2 separate regions of the Sus scrofa genome follow, and region 2 is linked to region 1. A link is a contact called in public HiChIP or PLAC-seq data. All regions are on one chromosome and are shown on one strand. The core of a region is the stretch at or near the end of the contact, and the rest is flanking DNA. Distances in the headings are between cores, read along the strand shown. Region 1 holds the start of NSF (N-ethylmaleimide sensitive factor, vesicle fusing ATPase). Region 2 holds the start of WNT9B (protein Wnt-9b).

Region 1 (3,998 bases), core at 704-3,203:
GTCATCTTCTGGATCTTGTCATTATTTGGGCAAAATCTCTTTGGTTTATAGATTCAAAGTATCAAAAAAATGTAAGACAACCTGTTAAGCTCATTGAGTTATACCTCTCACTTTCCAAATAAGGAAATTGGGGCTCACAGAGGTAGAGGGAGCAACATGTTGAATGAGTAGCAGAGAGAGGAACAGGGTGAGAATCTAAACCTTCTGACTTCCCAATCTAATTGTTTTTATAGCTTTTCCAAGTTAATAGATCAAATTTCAACTAGTTCCCTGTCTTTCCTGATAAACCCTCTGATCCATTAATGATTTAATTAACATCTGATTTATCCACCAGCACATTCTGGTTCTCCGGTGCAGTGTGAAAGTTTATGAAACTCACTTGATTTTTTTCTTCTATCCCCGGGCCATCTTCGGGTCACTTGTCTTTATTAGTGCTTCATTGTAAATCACTAAAGCATGCCCAGCTCTTCCACTTCTTTCCTTTCCTCAAGTTGGAAAAAACTATTTTTTTTCCTAATTAACCCCTAACATCTCTATTTTTTACTCTTTAAATTTGTAATTAATTAATTAATCTTTGCTTTTTAGGGCCGCACCCGCGGCACATGGAAGTTCCCAGGCTAGGGATGGAATTGGAGCTGCAGCTGCCAGCCAACATCACAGAAGTGCTAGATCTGAGCCACATCTGCGACCTATACCACAGTTCACGGCAATGCCAGATCCTTAACCCACTGAGGAGGACCAGGGTTCGAACCCACATCCTCATGGATACTAGTCGGACTCCTTACTGCTGAGCCACAATGGGAACTCCCATTTCTATTTTTCAAATTTTATTTTTATTAAAGTATAGTTGATTTACAGTGTCGTGTCAGTTTCTGCTGCATCCTATCATTTCTTATAGCCTTGTGTAAATATGAAGAGAAATAAAAGATAGTAGGGGCAAACAAGCATTAGGGAGACTATTTGGGAGAAACTTTCTTCTTATAGTGTGTGGTTATTACTATCAGTCGTGAGATCCCAGTGAGGAAATGGTATGGTAGAAGGGAAATACCAAGATTAAAAAAAAGAAAAGAAAAAAGCTGAATTTAGGGCTTCTGTTTTGGTTATACCCATGGCATACAGAAGTTCCCAGGCCAGGAATCGAACCTGAGCCAGGCAGCCACCAGAGCCACAACAGTAACAACCATGATCCTTAACCTGCTGGGCCACAAGGGAACTCCTAAAGGTCATTGGAGGTACCAGTTACCTTTATAAATACATTTAATAATAAAATAATACAATATGCAGAGATAAAGAACTGTCACAATTTACGAATACACGTTAAGAAATATTAATCTTAACCAGAGTTTTCCAGGCTACGCCTAACTTAAATGGGAACGCTGAGGTTGATTATTTAAAGGAGCTAGGAAACAGGTTCCCGTATGTAGAAAATCCTGAATTCACGCAGAACTTGAATTCAGAACCAACCACTCATTCCTGATCTCCCCTAGAGAAGGACTGGTACCCACGCTGGGTGCTCTTATGGACATTTTCATATTTAAATGGGCCTGGAAGCATACAGCTAAAAGGCCAATAAAGGGCAAACTGCAGCTGCAAAGAGGTAAGCAAGGGCTCGGTGTTTAAAAGCATCGAAGTCAATGCTACAAAGTTCGGCGAAAACGGCCAGCTGTCATAAGGCCCGCTGGAGAAAGCCGCCAGCGGACCCTTACTCTCTAGAAAGACAGTCGCAGCCCCGCCACCGCCGCCGCCGCCGCCGCTCGCGTTCAAAATGGCGCCTCCGCCCCCCCCGCGCCCTCGGCGGCTGTCAAGCCTGCGCGCGCCCTGCGAGGCGGGGGCGTCGGGGACGCGGCCAGGCGCGCGCGCGCAGCTTCAAGAAGGCTGCGCGCCTGCGCGAGGGCGGACGGCGGGCGCGCGCGCGGCGGGGGCGGTCTCTGCCGAGTGCCCAGCTGCGGCGGCAGAGCTGGACGCGTCTGCGAAGATGGCGGGCCGGGTGAGTGCCGGCCCGGAGCCGCGGCTCGAGGCGAGGGTGCGGGTTCGCGGGCACCTCGAGGTCCAGACGGCACCAGGGGAAGGGTGTGAGTCTGAGCAGAGGCGGCGTTGGAGGGGCGGCGAGCCAGAGAGGGTGGGATGGGGAAACGGTGGCAGGGGATTAGCCCTGCTCAGAAACTCCAGCCTCTTTAGGAAGCTCGAGGAGAGGTGACCCCCTCGCTACCCGGATCTCCTGGGTCTCCCTTAATTCTCCCTTTCCATCCCTTGGGGTTTGTCCCCCAGCTTCTCAGGGTAGCCGCAGGGTCATGGCAGTCCCAGCCCGTACTAAAGGCTGCGGGGGGTCTCAGCACCCCATTTCGAGGGCTAAATAGGTCCCACCTCTGGAATAACTGCGGGGGATCCGTCTGCTGCATTGAGGCGAGGGCTGTGGCAAGGACCATTAGGAGCCCATTTCTGGTTTTTCACAATGAAAGGACTTGGGAAGGAGGAGGGGGTGCAAATGACTTTTAGTGTTAAACCCGGCCATCTGGGGGACGTGTCACTGCCGGAACAGGCAGCAGTGCCTTTAGCTTGGAGTGGGGATGGATTTGAGGTGTCGCGTTTTGCTTTTATGAATGACAGTCGTTTCGAATACAGCAGGATAGGTTGTAGTTTCAGGCTTTTAAATTTTACTTCCTCCTTTAGCCTCTGAGATCGCGGTGTAGTATGGGTTTGACGAGGGGAGATAGGGTGGTTCTGTGCTGTACTGCAGTGTGCGTGGAGCAAAAACCTCTCTAAGGGATGGATTCTGTCCAGAGATTACACTGGTGGCAAACCAGGGGACATAAACTGCGTCATTAGAGGATAAGCATGTGCTTGACTGATTTATTTCTACTGGTATATTTGAATAAGTTTGCATAGATTATGCATACATGCAGATGTCCTCCCTGAAGGAAATCGCCAGTCAGGAGCTTCTAGAGTGAGAAGAGACTTTAAAGGTCGTTTAATGAGGCCTCTTTCTCTTCTTTTCCCCAGGTTAACAATGGCTACTTCCTCCACCTGTGCTTCAGATTCTGCCTTTTCCCACCTTCCAAGGATCCCCACCTGCTCCCTCTTAACAAACTCAAGCTTTTCCCATCTTAAAACACATCCTTCCTCCATCCACACAGCTGTCACCTTTTCTCTTCCCACTTTACAGCCAGAAATCTTGATAGAGTTGTCTCCATGTATCTGTCTCCCAGTTGCTTACCACCCCCTCATCCCTCAGCCCATTGCACTCTGATTTCTGACCCTCTTCTCTCACTGAAACATGTCCCTAAACTTAATGACATTTTTCATTCCTTGGCTTCCTGACTGTCTCAAGAGCATTTGACATCGTTGACGGTTGCCTCCTTCGTGGTAAACGCTCTTCTCATGGCTTCAGCCTCGCTCCTGTTTTTAGTCAGACCTCTCTTTTGCAGACTCACCCTCCTCTCCTCTGTTATCCAATGCAGATATTCCTCTAGGCTCTCTCCTCACTGTTTCTTCCCCAGGCAATCTGGTCTAAGCCCAGTTTCAAGGGCTGTCTATATGGCAACGATTCTCAAGATTTTACTCCTAGTCCAGACCTATTCTTTAAGTTTCAAATCAATAGGTCAAACTGACTGTTCAAAACCAAGGCACCTCAAACTGAACTTGTTCAAATTCAAACCACTGGTCTTAGCCCACCTAATTAGTACTTTCCCTATTTCAATCAGTGGCTCTACAATACATCTGCTTAAATAGGCTGGAAACCTTGGGAATGGGTCATTCTTAATACATCCCTCACCATATCCTCTGCCTCCAAGTGAAATCCATCACTGAGTTCTGTTCCTCCCCTCCCTCAAAAAAAAGGGGGGGGCTATTAGTAGGGCCATAGAATCTGCCTCGAGCATTGCTGCTTTAAACTATATCCAAATCATCCCTGGACTAGTTACGTGGGTTCTGTCACTGTAACATCCTGAAAATCCCTTCAGTCTGTCCACTTCTCTACAACTTCATTTTCGCCTTTCCCA
Region 2 (3,998 bases), core at 911-3,410, 250 kb after region 1:
TGAAATGTTGAAAAAGTGTCACTTTGGGAGAATGTGCCTCCCCCTTCCCCCACCCTCTCCAGGCACCTGCAGGCTTGTGTGTGCTTGTGTGCACCTTGGGTGCTCACGGGCATGAGGAAAGGAAGGGAACTTGGGGCAGCTCCCACCTCCCTCGCCTGAATTCAGGTGCCCATTGGGGTGGCTGGGGCCTGGTGGGGGCTCTTGCTCCTCCCTGACTCACACTGGTCCAGCTTGGCATCCCCTCCTCTGAGCCTTGCTAAGCCTGATTCAAGGTCTTACCAGTGATGTGTTGGAGCTGGTTCGGATTGGCCTGCAGAGCCACCTGTACAAATCTCTTTCTAACTCCAGAGATCAAGATGACGCCACACTGATAGCTTGAAATCAGTCGCGATGGCAATATTTGCAGCACAGAAATTGGCAAATTATATGTTAGACTCTTGCCTGACTCGCAGAGCAGTTGTAAGCACCAGCACACCACTGGTCCTGCCTGCAGGATAACAACCCCTGAAATGAAAGCCAGCACCTGCTAGGCATTTGGCATCACTCTTTTTTTTGTTTTGGTTTTGGTCTTTCTGTCCTTTCTAGGGCCGCACCCACGGCATGTGGAGGTTCCCAGGGTAGGGGTCTAATCGGAGCTGTAGCCACGGCCTACACCACAGCCACAGCAACATGGGATCCGAGCCGTGTCTGCAACCTACACCAACATACACCGTCTGCAACGCCGGATCCTTAACCCACTGAGCAAAGCCAGGAATAAAACCCACAAGCTTATTGTTCCTAGTCAGATTCATTAACCACTGAGCCATGACGAGAACTCCTGGCATCACTCTTATCTCTACAGAAAAATCCTGTGAGATATTTGTCATCATCCCCATTTCATATCTGAGTTCATCATTTACTTACTCAGGTCCTGCGCCTTCATCAACAGAACGAGATTTGATAGCGCTGGCAGAGTTGTTAAAGATCATTGATTAGCTAATCACTCTGCTCATTTGACAGGGAAACTGAGCTCAGAAAGTCTCACTGTGGCCAGTGGCTTCCTCTGTTAATATTGCAGCTCCCATCTTCCCACCAGTCTCTCAACCCCTTCGTGTCCACAAAGCCAAGGTCGCTGTCACCTAGTGTTCTGCATGCATGGTTGATTTGGGGGAAACTTTACATGCAGATCTTGGCATTCAGGACAAGTCACAATTTGTTTGCCTGGATTTGACCCCATGTTCAAGACTTTCAAAACCGCAATGAATCTTGCTTGGATGACTTGTATGTTGCTTTCCTAGACCGGTGCCCCCCACTGCATTGATCATGGCACCTTCGCTGCAGGAATTAGGGTTAAACTTTTTAAAAAATTTAGCAAGACAGAGCGTCGTGGCCCCAAACTGGACATTTCCATGCTGTCTGAGGGAAGTTCTAGCATCTGCGCACCTTGGAAAGGAGGTTCCTCCCCCGCCCCGGCTCTGCCTGCCCCACTGACAGGAGAATCTAGGTTTTTGTTCCTTGAACATCACCAAATGCTCACTGAGGGCTCCTCCTTGACAGACAGTGTCCTGTTTAGAAACTGGGCTCCCTTTCCCCCTTCCGCTGAGACCAAGGCACCTCCCAGGACTCCCTTTGCCATTAGACGTGCATTTCTCCTGCTCTGGAAGAGCGGCTCTGCGTCCGCATTCGAAGGCCCGGCCTTCGAAGAGTCGCGGAGCTGGGGCAGAGGGACGCGCACCCGCCCGCGGGAGAGCGGACGAGACACAGCTCCGGGACTCCGAGCGTCTCCCTCCTTCTATGCCCCCCACCCCTTTTTCCTTGTGAGGGGAGGGAATTCTGCGCGTCCCACCACCCGCCCAGGGAGGCAGAAATCCCCCGGTCCCCGCCTCGTACCCCCATCCTCGCCTTCCAGGCCCGAGGGCCTTCGGGTTCAGCCGCCGCGTTCTTCGGCCCGAGCGGCTTCAGGTGAGCTCTCACCTGGGGCGGGTGGGAGGGGAGCTGGGGGGCAGGGCGGGGGCGGACCCGGGGCGGTGGCCCCACCCGCGATGGGGCGGAGCAAGCCGGCGGGGCCAATGAGGCGGGGGGCTCGCCGCCCCGGGACACTGCAAGCGCCACTCCCGCCCCCCAACCGCTCCGCCCCGCCCCACACCACCCGGGTTTAAAGCCCTGCAGGCGGCTGGTGGCGGCGCTGCGAGCACTGAGCAGCGCGAGGAGATGCGACAGGGCGCCGCGTCGCCGGCATCATGCGCCCCCCGCCCGCGCTGGCCCTGGCCGCGCTCTGCCTGCTGGCGCTGCCCGCCGCCGCCGCCGCCGCCTACTTCGGGTCAGTGCCCGCTGCGCCCCGGTTCGCCTGCCTTCCCCTCCTCCCGCTGCAGCACCGCCAACTTTTCCTTCCCGCTGGTGGCCGGGGTGGGATCTCGAACTCAGTCCTTAGCCCCGGTAGCACTGGCCGCACCTCAGGGTCGGAGTTCGCGCCCCGACCGCCTTCTCTGGCTTCCCAGGTTCGGTCCGAGCTCTGATCCCCTACACCTCCGCTCTTCTCCCCTGCCCTGTCCGAGACCTCATCCCGCCCACTCCATCAGGTCTCGGACCCTGGCCCGGTGCAGGCTCCCGGACCCCTGCAGGCGTCTCGGACCTTGTTCCGGTCCAGGCGTCAGTCTCGGGCTCAGATATCCTCTCTGACCCTCACTCGTTGCTCTGTCAGCCCCCATCGTGGGCTCTGTCTAGCCATAGCCCTTGCCAGGGTCTCCCTCCCCACCCTCTGCCTTTGCCCCGCGGAGCAGCGACCTGGCTGGCTGGCTGGGCGGGTGGGTTGTCACCGAGGCCGGGGGAGGGGATCTCGATGGAGGAACCTGCGGACTGTGGGGAGTGTCAGCTGGAGACGCGGAGAGAAACCTCTGTGGGGGAAACCTGACCAAATTTCAGACCTGGCTTTGGGTGAATTCTCAAGAGAATGGTGAAGAGAGTGAGAGGGGAGGTGGTGTATATGACTGGAAAAGGAGGATCAGAGGTGGCGTGACACCTGGGGAGAGAATGAGGTGAAAGCAGGCAGTGTTTGGAGAACAAGTTACAGGGCAATCATCACTCATTCTCTGACCCTGAATTGCAGGGACTTGGGGTGGGCGATGGGGTCATGGGTGTGAAGTCACTTTCCTGACCTCCACCCCACGCTTGCTCCAAGTATGCACAGCCTGTTACTTTAAATCATTTTTTGAAATCTTCAACCTAAGTCAGGGTGAGGTTTACAGTCTAACCCCATCCCGCAAAAGCAAAAAACAAACAAACAAAAAAACAAAAAACAAAAGCCAAACCCCAAAAACATAAACCACCAAGCAAGTGGCTTGCCAGACACTACTCTTGAGGACCTGGCAGGGAGGGGTGAATAAGGGTCTGAGAGGTCCAGGAGAGGCTGGAATAGGGCTGTGTGCTAATTTCCAGGTCATGACCCCTGGTTAAAGCATGCCTTGGCTGTGGGCAATGGCCTCTTCTGAAATGTATAGGGGGTGGGGTAGTGTCAGCCCAGACTAGCTCTGGGCTCAACTTGCTGGTGACCTGGGAAGACCACTCAGTCTCTGCCTCAGTGTCCCGTTTTGTACAAAGAAGGGGCTGAACTTGATATGACTAAGCCTCTCTATTCACTTCAAGAGCACTGTACATACAGGTTGTTCCCAATGATTTTAGGCTTGAAAAGACACTGCTGCTACCTCAGGACACAGGATCGAATGGTTAGGGCACAGAATTTGGGTTCAATCCCTAATCCATCTACTTGCTAGCTGTGTGCTCTTGGCCAAGTCACTTAACCTCTCTGTGCCTCAGTCTCTCATCTGTAAAATGGAGATAATAGTGCTTATTTCCTATGAGGATCATGTGAGTTAGTACTTGCAAAGCACTTAAAACAGGGTCTAGCACATAGTAAATGCTAGTAATTATTAAGAAGACCAGGTACAGTATTTTGATATCCAGCCCCAACTTGAGCCGGACTGTAGAGGACAAATGATGAGCTCGGATACCAGCTCATTGCC

Evidence for each region. HiChIP or PLAC-seq counts read pairs in DNA pulled down with a chosen protein or histone mark.
Region 2: a contact with region 1 is called in an H3K27ac HiChIP or PLAC-seq map of skeletal muscle, with 3 times the contacts expected there. The contact joins the promoter of WNT9B here to the promoter of NSF in region 1. A contact is called at or near these places in 2 of 47 Hi-C or Micro-C datasets (embryonic fibroblasts and epiblast stem cells) and 1 of 2 datasets of contacts at active chromatin or transcription factors (skeletal muscle).

What each region holds. Positions count from the first base shown.
Region 1 is chr12:17,457,160-17,461,157 of Sscrofa11.1, forward strand. NSF (N-ethylmaleimide sensitive factor, vesicle fusing ATPase) reads left to right here and starts at 1,954. Exons shown (of 21, transcript NM_001244560.1): 1 at 1,954-1,987. The coding sequence starts at 1,976. It overlaps LOC102165973 (a long non-coding RNA gene), which reads left to right. Exons shown (of 3, transcript XR_002337071.1): 3 at 1-523.
Region 2 is chr12:17,706,886-17,710,883 of Sscrofa11.1, forward strand. WNT9B (protein Wnt-9b) reads left to right here and starts at 2,161. Exons shown (of 4, transcript XM_021066827.1): 1 at 2,161-2,299. The coding sequence starts at 2,220. All of the region lies in intron 5 of LOC102167870 (a long non-coding RNA gene), which reads right to left.